Regions from separate parts of the Mus musculus genome. Here region 1 is linked to region 2. A link is a contact called in public Hi-C data. All regions are on one chromosome and are shown on one strand. The core of a region is the stretch at or near the end of the contact, and the rest is flanking DNA. Distances in the headings are between cores, read along the strand shown.

Region 1 (7,259 bases), core at 4,163-6,662, 490 kb after region 2:
GTAAATCATTATTTTCATTTTCACGTGAGAAGTGGAGCTCGGCGGAGATGCGGTTGCGGACTTCTGCGCTTCAGTTATTTTTCTTCTACAATTTCACCGCTGACTTTTCCTATTTGCGGCCTTTCTTCATCATCGCCGTCCCTCTCAACAGCGCCTCCTACTGGATCGATTCTCATCTATGTTCCCCATTTTCACTTTTCTGTCGGCTTCTCTGGTGACAACTGAAACTTCGTTGCCTCCTCTACACACAACAGGATTCTCCTATCAAAATATCTTTCATGGGGCTGGAAGACATAGCTCAGTGGTTAAGAATGCTTGCTGCACACACATGAAGATCCAAGTCTGGACACCTGTAGCCCTCACCGCCATTCCATTCAGTAGCTAGCTGAGTCGCTCCAGAGTGGCAGTTCACAACCTGTGGCTCGCGACCCCTACGACAAACCTCTATCTCCAAAAAATAGGTATGATACGGTTCATAAAAGTAGCAAAATCACAGTTACAAAGTAGTAGTGAAGATAATTTTATGGTTGGGGCCACTACAATGTGTGGGACTGTATGCATTCAAGAGTTGCAGCATTAGGAACGTTGAGAACCACCGCCCTAGATAGAGCCTCTGTCTGCCTTTCCCGTTGCTTCTCTGTTTCTCCCTTCCTCCTGTGCTCGTGCTGAGGAGGGAGGCTGTCATGAACCTGAAGCTTGCAAGGGCCCCGAGGAGCCTCAAGAATTGTGTGGGTAGGAACGTGACTTCTTTTCTGATTGGCCCTCCAGAGACTGGAGGCTGGGCCAACATCCAGAATGCAGCTTCTGACTCTGCGCCAGGTAACCCAGCTAAACCACATCCTGATACCTGCACGGTATTATTTTAAGCTGCTGAGCTTGTGGCAAACAGCTACTCAGAAGTAGGTGGCTGGCGCTCACCTCTCATTGAAGGAGCCTTGAAGGGGTGACTTAGCTACAGCCAAGCAGGGCTCTGCTCACTCACCACAGTTTCCTTCTTCTGCCAGGGAACGACATTGTCCCTAGGAAGCAGCCCCCAGCCAGCTGCTACATTTCTCAATGCCCCTTTTCATCTGAATGGAGCCATTGACTGGTTCTCAACAAGGAGAGTGGAAACCACCTGGGATGGGATTTTCTCCACTCTCTTAGCCTGTCTGCCAGTTGGAAGCAGAAGGCCAAAGCCCAAGAGCCCTAAGGAGCCCCAAGCAAGAGGACTTGGTACTTCACTTCCTCACATAAAGAGAGGTTACCCACTGATACGGAACAGCTGGACGACATTCATCAGACTGGGGAAAAATCAACCAACCAACCAACCAACCAACCAACCAACCAACCAGCCTTCATGATGTTAAGCCATAGACTTCTCAGGTTTTGTCTATTGTAGCAATGCATTTGTTTAACATTTTATCAATTTTCTTACTTCAGAAATGGAAAGTTGTTGTGATCGAATGAAACACTGGTCAAATTTTAAACTGTCATGAACTAATGACAGTGTCCTCACAGTGTCCTCGAGGTAAGTAACCGGAGAAGGAATTCCTTGCTCTCGGGGTGCTGAAGCTACAGAGCGGTTATGTGAGTCGAGGTCAGTGTGGAGAGCAGAGGTGGGGCTAAGCCTAAAGCTTCCTATCTCCTGCCAGATTGTCTTCCAGTCCTGCAAATGCATCTAGGAGTGGGCAGAGGGCGGGGCTTGCTGGAGGACATTTCTTTTGAACTTGAGAGAGAATGGGTGACTCAAGCCTGCTCGTGTGCATTGGAACCAAATGCCTCCCTCCACTTTGGCTTCACACTGGGCTGTCTGCTTATGCAAAAGAACCGAAGCTATGCCGTGCGTGTGTTTAGTTAAGAGACTAACCTGTAAGCCTTCCTGGCCCAAGGACAGTTAGCTTCCTGGAATCCTGGGGGCTGTTGTTCATGTAAGATTACAAGCCAGGTGTTGTTCACTTTTGTAAAAAAGGTTGGTTGCCCTGGCTCAGAAGGATAAGCTTGGTCACACATAGGTGGGAAGTATGTCATAATGTATACTTGCCTCTGATTGGATGAAGTCGATACATATGTAGCCTTGTGGGTTCTGCCCAAACTAATGTAACTAGCAACCATTTTCTGGGAATCCAAGGTATGGACCTGGCCAGTGTCCATTATCTTGGCAAGTGTTTAATTTGGTTTAAAAATTGTGATAGTGATTTTATTCTCTCCCAAGAGATCAACAAGCCAAGAAGGATTATCTATCTATCTATCTATCTATCTATCTATCTATCTATCTATCCATCTATCTCTATATCATTCTATCTATCATTCTATCTATCTATCTATCTATCTATCCATCTATCTCTATATCATTCTATCTATCATCCTATCTATCTATCTATCTATCTATCTATCATTCTATCTCTTTCTATCTATTTACATATATCATTCTATTATCTATCTATCATTCTATCTTATCTATCATTCTCTCTATCTTTCTATCTTCATCTATTATTCTACCTACCTACCTATCATTCTATCTATTATCTATCAATCAATCTATCATTCTATCTATCTATCTATCTATCATCTATCTATCTATCAATCTATCATCTCTCTCTCTCTCTCTCTCTCTATCCTATCTATCTAATCTAATTTATCTATATTTTGAGACAGGGTTTCTCTGTGCATCCCTGGCTGGAACTAACTCTGTAGACCAGGCTGGCCTTGAACTCAGAGAGATCCGCCTGCCTCCTGAGCACTTCAATTAAAGTTGTGTGCTACTGACACCCTGCCAAGTAGGGAAGTTTTAATAGAGTGTACAGAATTTTTATTATGGTGATAGGAACCTTATATTTTATCCAAGAGGTCAAGCCCTTCCATTTTCAAAACACCCATTAAAACCTCATTTAAAGGGGCTGGAGAGATGGCTCAGCAGTTAAGAGCACTATCTGTTCTTTCAGTGGTCCTGAGTTCAATTCCCAGCAACCACCTGGTGGCTCACAACCATCTGGGATCTAATCCTGTCATCCAGCATGCAGGCATACACGAAGATAGAGCACTCATATACATAAAATAAGTAAATCTTAAAAAAAACAAACAAACCCAAAAACCTCATGAAAAGACAGTGTTATTTGTGCAGTAAGCCGGAACCGGAAGTTGTAGGCAGAAGACTTCTCCAACTCACCAGTGCACTAAATCTGGGCTGAGATAGGGACACAGACTTGTGATATCCCGGTAGGTAACAACCTTACAGTAAAGCTCTTTGGCCCTGAAGGCTAATCAGGCTAGTGGATGGGTGGGTTATAGGGCTCTGTGATCTCAGCTGTCGCAGAGCATTTCATACAAAATCTCCTAAACCCATTGCAGGTTGATGTTGTCCTGAAAGAGATGGCCACACTATAGCTTTCCACACCTGCTTGGTTTTAAGCACTCCATGCAGGGTGCCCTACTCGGCACAGCTGTAACCATTGGAGTGCATTCGGAACCATTGAGAGTTTTCAACTGATTATGATTTGTGAATGTGGCTATCAGCTAGAATGGCTGGTTGGGAAGCCATGGAACGAAAGCTTGAGGAGAGCGCCATCTTGTGGACTTTACGTGTAGCATCGTGACTACATTGAGTTCAACTTAACTTGCTAGAAGTAAGTTTTTAAAACTTGGAAACAGAACCCATTTCAGCTGGATTCAACAGATCCCATGGAAGTGAAGGCATTGCGGTGGGAACTAGATCCTTGGAAGGCAGATCCAGGGTAGACCCGAGGTTCATTAGAACCTGCAATCTCTTCATTATTTCCAGCTGGCTTTATACACCCATCAGGAAGATAGATTGTTGCCCCAAACCACAATTTCAAATCAAATAGCGTTTTCATGTTGTGACTCAGCTATATAGAGAAAAAGCTTAAAGACTCTGGCCTCACTGGGTCACAGGTTAGTCATGCAGTTGGGTGAGTAGGACTCCATGGTCACCCAGCGCCTATCCCCCGTGATTGGGGGGACAGGAAACAGGGTAGGCTATGTTACCCCAGGAGGAGTGGTTGTAGTGAGAATATTTGCTGGGAAAGTGTGAAACCTTTAAAGAGTAACCCGTCCTGCTTTGTTCCAAAGGCCCAGCTTTTCCCCAGGCACGCTGTTCTGAAAGATCCTATCTTCCATTGTTTTCCTGAGGGCAACACAAGAGCTCACCCCCCCCACCCCCCCCCCTCCCGCCGCTGCCACCGAGGAGAGGACTCAAAGGCGCAGTGAGCTACTCAACAGGAGTCTGGGTTTTCAAGATGCTGTGTGTTCCCCAGGGGTCCAATACAGCATCCATTCCTGGTCCTCGAATCCGGGTCCACTAAGGAAAACTCTTGGGGTGGGAGTGATGGCTTCACAGTCAAAGAGCACTGGCTGCTCTTGCAGAGGACTGGGGTTTGATTCCTAGCGCCCACATGACAGCTCCCCACAGTCTGTCATCAGTTCTAGAGCACACTTCTCTCCTCTTCAGGCAACAGGTACATACCAATATGTGCAGGCAACACACACACACACACACACACACACACACACACACACACACGGGGGGGGGGGATAAAATAAATAAATCTTTAAAAAAAGAAAAAAATGACAATAAAGTCAATTTGTTTGGATAAATGTGTTTCGAGTTCATATGACAACATATCGTTGAAAAATCCCCAAAAGATTCCTGAAGGAGTCTTGCTTTATTGGGTCAAAGGTTTACAAGAGGTTCCCTCGTCTGATTTGTTGTTTCAAAGAATCAGCAATTTGAGACTCAAGTACCCAACAAGTATTGCTGTAGGGTCAAGGAACCTGCCCTTGACTTCTGTGTGTTTAAAGACGGGAGATATAGTCATAGTTCCATAGTACGCAGTATTATGGAGCTGGGATTGCGTCACAGACCACACACACACTTTGCTTAGAGCATTTACAGGAAAGGGTGTGTCTTTCATAGCTGGAGCTTTGAACTCTGAAGCCACTGACGTAGCAAACCTCATTGACAGAGGATAAGGAGCCTCCAGACTCAGGGGAACGATTTGGATTGATTTCAGATCAGAAGATACTTAGCAACGACTTGTCCAAAAATACGGGTCATTTTCTTCTGTGTGCTTATCACCATCATTATTTGCTTCCGTCTTTTGTACAAAGCAGAGTCTGGTCGGTGTGCCTGAAGGCCAATTTATCTCAAAGAAGAATATTCAAATCGATTTGCATCATTCAGTGCTAGTTTTGAAGCTCGTTGTCCTGTTGGCAATTCTAAAGCAATTTAAAGCAAAACCAAATGCGTTATCTTTAAAACATACGTTCAGTTTAATGATTGGGAGGGATGGATTGGCAGTGCACCGATGGAGGATGGGTTTCGACTTGCGATTAACCAGGCCTAGTTCTGATGTCACTTTTATTAGTGGAGTGACTTCTATCAAACTCCTTGACCTTTAGAGGCCTCTGTTTCGCCATCTGAGTAATTAGGGGGAATACAGACCTTTGTGAGCATTAAATAAATATGCAATAGTTTATCACAGAGCAAGGGTTCAATAAATGTTTACAATGAAAATCAGAACAAACACCGTTCCTATTTTATAGGCAGGAATTATGTGGTTAAAAATCTATTAATGACAAACAGAATATCGATTTAATGGCCGTTACTCATACTATTGATTACTGTGGTCTTCACTGGGGACCAGTGTCATCTGGGGTTGAGTACTGAGAACACAGAGATTAAAATTTTAAAAACAATTTATTATATCGAGTGTGGTGTTGGGGAGTTACTGACCTAGGAAAACACAGCTCGCTGAGCGGAGGGTTGACACGCGATAGGGTGGGGGCGCTGTTTCCTGCTGTAGCGGGCTTATCTCACCAGCAGATGGCGCTCCTCTGTCTGGCCCTTCAATGCCCCTTCCTTGTTCCTTTCAGGGGGAATATCACTCACATGTAGGAGTCACTGAGACAGTGTGGCTCAGTCGCTGCTTTCTTCCCCGAGGAAGCCTGTCTTCTGGAAGCTGGCAATTTCCCCGTAAATATAATTGGCAGGTCCCGTTTTTCACAGGCTCACCTTGGTCACTGCTACGTGTGATTCAGGACAATTTGTGGGAAAGATAGATGCCATTTATTAAACTTTTTCAAATCACAAAGTTCTGTTACACACCTTGGGGAACATTCTAAAAGCCCAACTAGAATATACCTCAGAGTCATTTATTGCAGGGGCAGTGTGTGTGTGAATGAGTGTGTGAGTGTGTGTGAGAGTGTGTGTATGTGTGTTTGTGTATGAGAATGAGTGTGTGTGTGTGAATGTGTGTTAAAAAAGCAACGTCATTTATTTACCAGTCCCCATGCCTCACTGATTGAAGGTCATTTGGACAGTATTAATGCTGATGCTGGGTCTGGGGGAGATGGTGGGCAAGACTGCTTCCTTCGCCACCACGAAGATTTGAGTATGAATCCGCAGTACCTGTGTGAATAGCCAGGCATGGCTGCATGCTTGTTACTACAGCATTAGGGAGCAGAAATGGGTGGACCCTGAGCGCGGTCTTGCCGTGGAAGCCTAGCTGACATTGGTAAGCAGAAGTCCTCAGCTAGGGAAATACTGATCTTCAGTGTGAAAACCATGTGTGTTTAGCATTTACTGTTAGAAGTATGAGCTATGTTAGGCACTTCCACTCTGGAGTTCCCTGGCTCTCTATTTCCACCATCGAATGTACTTTCTTTTTATTTATTTATTTATTTTTTAAATTTTCTTCGAGACAGGGTTTCTCTGTAGCCCTGGCTGTCCTGGAACTCACTTTGTAGACCAGGCTGGCCTTGAACTCAGAAATCCGCCTGCCTGTGCCTCCCAAGTGCTGGGATTAAAGGCGTGCACCACCACGCCCGGCCGAATGTACTTTCTTGTTTGGGCTTTGCATTCTCTTTCCTAAGCTATAAACTCTGTGGGCAAGGCAAGATCCAGATGGTTCAGTATTGAGAGAGTAAACTAGCGGACCAGTTAATATACGTTGAATTAGTGTTCTTATCAGGAATAAGTAAATATTCCGAGTAGAAAAAAAACCCCTTAGTTTCATAATTACTATGAAAACTTGTGTGAGTGTTTAGTAAGGAAAATACATTTACCAAACATGGAACAATATTTCCGAGACATTTAACACAGGAACGAAATGCTTAAGCAAGGCCCATCTGGAGCCAGTGTGGGCTTGAAGGAAATGGTTGCTTTTTACAACTTTGTGGTCTAAGGAAAAAGGTGGAGAGCATACACTTTTTGTTTTTATACAAATATTGTGAATGGGCAGTAGTTTTCTCCAAGGTAAAAT
Region 2 (7,687 bases), core at 1,378-3,877:
CACAACGGCTCAGTATGTGAACAGCAGTGAAGAGTTTAATCATCGGATATGCAGCCACTAGCGGAAACAGCAAAGAGCTCAGAGCACTCCATGCCCACCAAGTTCTCTAATGTCTCTTAACGTTGCTGTTTTAGTTAAAGGTCTATGACATTTAAGTAAATGCCTTTTGCAGTCCCCCATCTGTCAGTATTACAATGTATCACATTACCAGAATTCAGAGCAGTATAGCCACAGGGCTTGTCAGAGGGACTCTCAGGACCCCTGCATCTCTCCTAGGAGACCCTCAGCAGCAGGCACCCAATTAAACAGGCATCTCACTGAGATGCTCCCAGGCTTTCTCCTCAGCTGCAGCACCCCCTTTTGTGAGAATCTCAGCAGATTATGTTTCTGAAACCACTTAGCCCGTGTGGTGGTCTGACATGGCCCCTCATGTATTCGCATGATCTGTCCCCAGGTGAGCTGTCCGGGAAGGATTAGGAGGTGTGGCCTTGTTGGAAACCAAAAGCCCATGCAGTGAGTCTTGCTCTCTGCTGGCAAAGCAGGATGTGAAGCAACGGTGCCAGCACCATGCCTTCCTGCCTGGCTGTCCCAGCATATAGGACTGACCCGTACAACGGTAAGCCAGCCCCAGCACAACGGACCAACCCCTACAACTGTAAGCCAGCCCCAGCATGATGGCTTCCTGTAAGAGTTGCTGTACTCATGCTGTGTCTTCACAGCCTAGGATTCCTGCTTCTCCGGTAGTGTCGTGGCACTTAGTACCTCATGTTCTTTTACTATGTTAACAATGTTGGAAAACCAAAGTATTCTTCGGGTACTATTCACTTCACAAAATTTTCTCCAATCATAACCTTGATACTTTTTGAAAATTTTTATTTTTCGGCATAGCTGTTTTACCTGTGCGTTTCTTTGTGTAGCACTGACTGGCTGTCCAAGAACTCACTCACTCTGTAGAGCAGGCTGGCAAGTGCTCTGCCCTTTAATCTGCTGCCTCTGCAGGGATTAAAGGCACACACTGCCACCGCTGCTGGCAATAAGGATGACCTCTTACCATTATTCTGTAGGAGAAAAGCCAGCCACAAAAATCCTATGTACTAAAGAAAAAACTCCGATGCACTAGTCTATTATCCCATCTATGTGAATCATACAGAACAGGCAATCTACAGGTACAGGTGCTCCTAGGGACTGGGGGACAAAGGGACAGCTAATGTGAATGGAGTTTCTTTGGAGAAGAGATAGGGTGCAGCTGGTAAAGCCTAGTGTTCCCAGAGCCCTAAGGTTCAACCTTCAGCACATTAACTGGGCTTGGCAGGAACACACACCACTGGGGAGGTGGAGGCAAGATGATCAATAGAACAGTCATGCCAAGCTACACAGCAAGTCTAATCTAGCCCGGGTTACATGAGACCTGTCTAAAAAAACAAAATGAATGTTTTTACAGGGTGGGGTTAGACCTCTACTCTAAAACTGGCCTGAACCTTTACTCCCAGCTTCATGGGAGACCCATTCAGAAAGATCACCCCCAGGTTGAAAACGGACTCTAGGAGACAAGCCCAGCTCAGTAAGATAAAATTGTATCTGTTCTAAAGGCAAGCGTAGGTTGGTGATGCAGTGACTGAAATCATGCACAAATCCTGGGCTTGAGTCCCAGCACTGCAAGATAAAAACCCCGATGTGCTGAGAGCTGATTACATGAGACCAGACTGAACTTCACTTAACTCACTGCCAATTGTGAAAAACCTCACCTAAGGATAAACACACAGCCTTGTATTCTTGACAGTCAAGCAAACACTTGTACCATAGCACCCGATTCCCCAGAAGTTCATGGGCTGCGTTTTATTTAAAAAAATAAAAATAAAAGGAAAAACCCAGCAAAATGTTGATTTCATCCAAATAAGATAAAAGCATATATAATGGAAAAACATGAATAAATTAATTCCTTGATGACTTCAATTCTCAGTAAAATAGGAGGTAAAAAAAACTTGTTGGAATTGAATTTTGTATCATTTGAAGGATACAAAGAAGTCAAAGGTTTTAATCACTGGGCTCCAATAAAATCGCCTAGTCCTGAAAGCTATCCACCCTCGATGCCCTATTCCCAAACTCAAACAAAGTTCTGTGGGCCCTAAGTTTCCGTACCCGTGCAGTTCCCATCGCACTGGAGACAGCAAGGGCCCGAGAGACCTCACCTTCTTTCATTAGCCACCTCCCATCTTCAGAAAAAGCGTTCTCTCATGAGGACAGCGGAGCAGTCCCACTCAAGCTGCTGTGCATCACATCCACAGCGCCAGGTCACATCGAGAGCTCCTGTGCCCCCTCGCCATCCGTGACCTACAAAAGAGACGAGATGAGGCCTGAGATCGCTCTTTTGTCCCGCCTGCTACACAACATTCGGCGGACATCACGACCTGTTCCTACCCATTTGGCGCCATTCTCCAATCAGTCCTTCCCGGCGCGCGCCACCATCGCCAGGGTCAGGCAGGCGTCAGCTCGGTTTCCACCTCTCTACTCCCCATGGCCATGCTCGCCCAAAGCGCGATGGCGCCGGATTGCGCGGGAGCTGGCGTAGACATGATGCCAGAGCGTTAACAAAAGGAGGACCGAATGGAAGCGAGAACGTGCCCACGGAGGCCCTTAAAGGCGCCAGGCCTCTCCGATTGGCTGCTTCGACATAGCATGGTATGTGATTGGCTACATGTCCAAAGCCCGCCCTTCCGGTCAAGCCGCCCAGTCCTCATGCGGAACAGAGTTTACCGCGACTCGAGCTCTCGCGGGAGCCCAGAAAAGGGACTTCGACAGAGTAGGATAGCCGGAAGTTGCTGTCCAGGGGACCGCAGCCTTGGGGACTGCTAGTGGAGTGTCTCGACCTGTCCTCCGGCTGTGTGGGCGATCGCAGCCGCCGAGCCCAGGCACTGCTATGGGACTGCAAAGGTGGGGCGGCGGCACATCGGCTAGCGTCGCCAGACATGTGCAACCGGACCTGGCTGGTGCTCCGCATTTGCCTTCCGGCTTGAGGGACGTTACTCAGAATGCTTTCTTTTTGCCGTTTATTGGGCGTCTGACTTGGTGAGCACCAGTCATCTCAGCCTTTCTGAGGTGTTGGTGAGAGTCAGTCATACCATGCTGAAGGCATACTGAGGAGAAAAGTAGGCGAAATCAATCCCTACTTAAACACTAGCTCCCAAGGAGAACCTTTTTGGTTGGTTTGTGGGGTGCTCTCTTCCTTTTATATCAGCCTGACCCGAGAAAACACGTGTAGTTCAAGCTGGCCTCACACTTGGGATCTTGGTGCATCAGCCTTCGCAGACCCAGCCCTGCACTACGCGTGAGACGTGGTCGCATTTTCTTACAATGTCAAGGGTTTGTTGAATAACAATAAATTCACACGTGATTCGAGTACCATCCTAAGTGCCAAACGTTAGCTTTTCCTTCTTGAATCAGTTTTCATTCGCCACCCCCAACCCCCTGAAAATCCCAAGCTTCTCCGTACTAGTCGGGAGATGTGTGTTAGACCAGAGCTGTGTGCTGCTTTGGATGAATATCGTTCTTGGCTCTTCCTAAAGATAGCACAAGATAATTTGGCTCTGGACCTGCAACTTCTAGACCTTTGTTTGGCTCTCCATCTGAACTCACCTGAGCTCTTCATTTCTTGTGATTGTCAATGAAATAATTCAGATGAGGCACACAAGAGAGCACTGTTGAAGATAAATGGGCTTTAGTACTGGAAAGTGAAGGAACCCAAAGGAGAGAGAAACAATGGCCAAAAAGACTGTTGGCATAAAAGCCTGCTCACAAGGAGCAAGAATGGGGCTGGAGAGATGGCTCAGCGGTTAAGAGCACCAACTGTTCTTCCAGAGCTCCTGAGTTTAATTCCCAGCAACCACATGGTGGCTCACAACCATCTATAATGGGATCTGATGTCCTCTTGTGTGTATGAAGAGAGCAGTGGTGTACTCATACACATAAATTAAAAACAAGGGGCAAAAATAGACACAGGCCAAGGAGATTCATGGTGCCAGCCTATATCCTTAGAAAGGGTTTAAAACTCAAATGTCTCTAGAACAAACAGTTGGTTTGGTTTTGATGGGTTGTTGTGTGTGTGTGTGTGTTTTGTGGGTTTTTTGTTTCTCCTCAGGTGACTGACAGGCCCACTTGGAGTAGCTTTGGGAAGGGGGAGGTGCATTGTGTTGACACCAGGCATAGTTGTGCACACCTTTAATCCCAGCACTCAGGAGAAAAAGGCAGGGGGGCCTCTGTTGTGTTCAAAGCCAGCCTGATCTACACACTTCCAGGATCCTGTGTGCTGGCTTGTTTTATGGCACCTTGACACGAGATAGCCATCAGAAGAAGGGATGATGCAACTCAGAAAATGCCTGCAGAAGATCTGGCTGGGGGGGGGGGGGCATGTAAGGCGTTTTCTTAATTAGTGACTGACTGGAGAGGGCCCAGTCTATTGTGGGTGGGGATCTCTCTGGGCTGGTGATGCTGGGTTCTATAAAAAACAAAACAGACTGAACAAGCCATGGAAAGCAAGCCCGTAAGCAGCACCCTTCCATGGCCTCTGCATCAGCACCTTCTTTGAGTTCCTGTCCTAACTTCCTTCAGTGATAGACTTTACTGTGAATGTGTGAGCCAAATAAATGCTTTCCTCCTCAACGTGCTTTTGGCTATGGTGTTTCATCACAGTAATGATAACCTTAACACACTGTCTCAAAAAAAATAAAATAAAAGACAGGACAGTGGTTATCTGTGTGCTTTACCACAAAACCTCCAGTAGGTACAGGTCTTATGATAGTTTGAGCAGTTTGGAACTGCCTCTCCTCGAAGGGCACCAAAAGCCCATTCCTTAGACCGTTCATTAGAGCCCTGCAATTTCAGTCAATGGTTTTGCATTTTGCTAATGGAGAGGAAGGGGTCCATTCTCAGACACCTCCAAGCCTATGAATTTTCCAACTAGCTACCAAACATGTACTTAGATTTTATAGGTGAAGACATAAATGTTATAGAGCTCAGATGACAGCTAAGAAGTAAAGAAGCAACATGGGAAATGGCTCAGCGGCTCTCTAAAGGATCCCCAGAACTTACCCAGAAAGCTTGGCAGATGGCAGCCACCTGTAACCCCAGCACAGAGAGGACGACAGGAGATTCCCCAGGACAAGTTGGCTAACTAGATTGGCAAACTCTGAGTTCACTAAAAGACTGCAGAAAGTGTACAATAGTCAAGGGGTCTCTACACAGGAGCAGTCACACATGCATGGGCCCTCACCCACACATGTACACATTCCTGACCATCTCAGTCTGCTTGATGAAAAAACTGCCTCTCAGATGTTATCCTCTGACTTAGCACATATGAACCATAGAACACATGGGCGCGCGCGCGCGCACACACACACACACACACACACACACACACACACACACTAAATAGATGTCATTTTGAAAAATATATCCCATAAGCTTTGGCATCTTTACCTCTTAAAGACTGAAATGAGTATCCTGTGATGGAGAAATGTGTGCCATCAGTCACGTCATCGAGCTGCTAAAGACCTAGATACCAGTTTCTTGAATGTCAGAGCTAAAACTAGTTTATCATCCCTTAAGCCATCATTCAGAGAAGGGCACAGTAGCACACCACGAAAGTCCAGCACTCAGAAGGTGGAGGCAGGAGCTCAAAGTCATCTCTAACTACACAGTAAGGTTGAGACCAGTGTAGACTTCATGAAACTTTGTCTCTGAAAAAAACAAATCATTCAGAATTTAAAACTTTTGCCAAGAAATACTAGTTATCCTTCTTGGAATACAGTTCAAGTTTGGTAATGTCAATTTGCTAAAGTGACTATCAATGTGTTCGCTGTAGACCTTCAGTATGTTAGCATTTTTATGAGTGTTCACTCAACTAATACTTTTTAAAGTTCACTTTTCTTTGTACATGAGACTATTAGTTATGGGCTGAAGGGATGGCTCGGCAGTTTAAGAGCACTGACTACTTTCCCAGAGGTCCTGAGTTCAAATTCCAGCAACCACAAGGTGGCTTACAACCATGTGTAATGGGGTCTGGTACCCTCTTCTGGTGTGTCTGAAGAGAGCAATGGTGGTATACTCATATGCATAAAATAAACAAATCTTAAAAAAGAATATTAATTATACACTAGGATGAAGTTTATGACAAATTAACAAAAACATTTGAGGACCCCAAAATGTACGGTTGATTGGAACAGATACCTAAGGGGTTCTTATTTGCAGTGTTTTCTCTTCAATAATATGAAATCTAATTCTCTTCAGTGTAGGCCCATGGCTACAACCTTTAGTTGTGTATTATGGATTGTGGTTGCGTGATCACATTAGTATCATGTTTGAGAGACACACTGTCTTCTGCTGCTGTGTGCTGGTACAAACATTTTATTACATGTTACACATGCCTATTAACAGCACATAGTCTCTCCTTATCAGAAAGTTCACATTTTCTTGGCTTATTTTATAACTTCTTCAATCTCAGTGGATGGGTTTATATGTCTGACCTATTCATATGATAAACTCATTGGTATCACTTGCTTGGAATATGAGTTTTCCAAAAGGGAGGAAAAAACTGTCCGGTGATGTTGTGAAGTTGATTTCTTAAGACAGAAATGTGAGCAGATCTTTTAACATGTTTCTCAAAACTTACGTTTTTGAGACAGGATATCATTATTAGCATTGGCCAGCCTAGACCTTGCTGTGTAGACAAGGCTGCCTCTGCCTCCTGAGTATTGGGAGTCCAGGTGTGTGTACATCTAAACGTGTTTAACAGCACATAAAGCATCCTTGTATCACTCTTCCACAATCTCACACATACTCAGTGTCAGGCCCTTTTAAAACCTACTTAGATAACAACGCAGAGTAACTGAGACATTGACTCTAGAAATAAAAAGCTTGGGTTGACAGTTTAAAATACTGGATGAGGGTGGGGAGCAGGGAAGACAGCTCCGTGGATAATAAATAGCACTGGCTGGTCTTCCAGAGGCTTGGGGTTCAATTCCCAGCAGCCACATGTTGGCTCTCAACCATCTGTAACTCCAGTCCAGGGGGTCTGATGAGCTCTTCTGGCCCTTGAGGGGACCAGACACATACAGGGTACATATGTGCAGATAAAACACCCATACACATAAAATACAAAGCATTAAAGAGGATAATGCTGGGGGCCAGGAGATGGGTCTGTGGGAACGTGCTTGCTCTGCTGGAGACGTAATGTTACAGTGCACTGTGTAACTCAAGTGCTGATTTCTGTGCCTCTGTATCTGGTTGCTACCCTTATGATTCTAAGTGTCCTCTATAAGCATTGCTCCCCATTTATTCTATGATTTTCCAATAAAAGCTGGTTAGCCAGTGACTGAGCAGGGGAGATAATAAGGCTTCCTCCCAGCCAGAGGAAAGGGGAGCAGGAGGAGGGACGTGAGGACTAGCCAGGGGAGAGTCAGGAAAGTCACTAGAAAACAGCTCAAGCAGAGAAAGCCATAAAATGCAAGAATCTCAGGGACTCTGTCTAGGAGGTAAGCCATGCTGGCACAGAGGATTAAAATGCAGTAATAACTGCTCAGTTATTGTGCCTTTAAAACGTGCTGAAAAAAATATTGTGGTCCAGTCTCAATTATTGCTAGCTAGCCAGGCTAATTGAAAAAACTAAAAACCCTTACTAAATCATTTATTTAAA

Evidence for each region. Hi-C and Micro-C count contacts between places; a contact is called where the count stands out from the background.
Region 1: a contact with region 2 is called in a Hi-C map of CD4 T cells, with 4 times the contacts expected there. The contact joins the enhancer-like site here to the promoter of 5430416N02Rik in region 2. A contact is called at or near these places in 3 of 39 promoter capture datasets (the C10 cell line and pre-B cells), 1 of 484 Hi-C or Micro-C datasets (CD4 T cells) and 1 of 115 datasets of contacts at active chromatin or transcription factors (bone marrow-derived macrophages).

What each region holds. Positions count from the first base shown.
Region 1 is chr5:100,911,764-100,919,022 of GRCm38.p6, forward strand. It overlaps Gm36740 (a long non-coding RNA gene), which reads left to right and starts at 1,430. Exons shown (of 3, transcript XR_389418.1): 1 at 1,430-1,510. Gm36793 (predicted gene, 36793) reads right to left here and starts at 1,929. Exons shown (of 3, transcript NR_168093.1): 1 at 1,850-1,929; 2 at 1-284. Within about 2 kb of position 5,413, at least 16 of the 459 cell types and tissues checked have an H3K27ac peak or open chromatin away from gene starts, as enhancers often do.
Region 2 is chr5:100,426,908-100,434,594 of GRCm38.p6, forward strand. 5430416N02Rik (RIKEN cDNA 5430416N02 gene) reads right to left here and starts at 2,628. Exons shown (of 5, transcript NR_034038.1): 1 at 2,419-2,628; 2 at 2,190-2,331.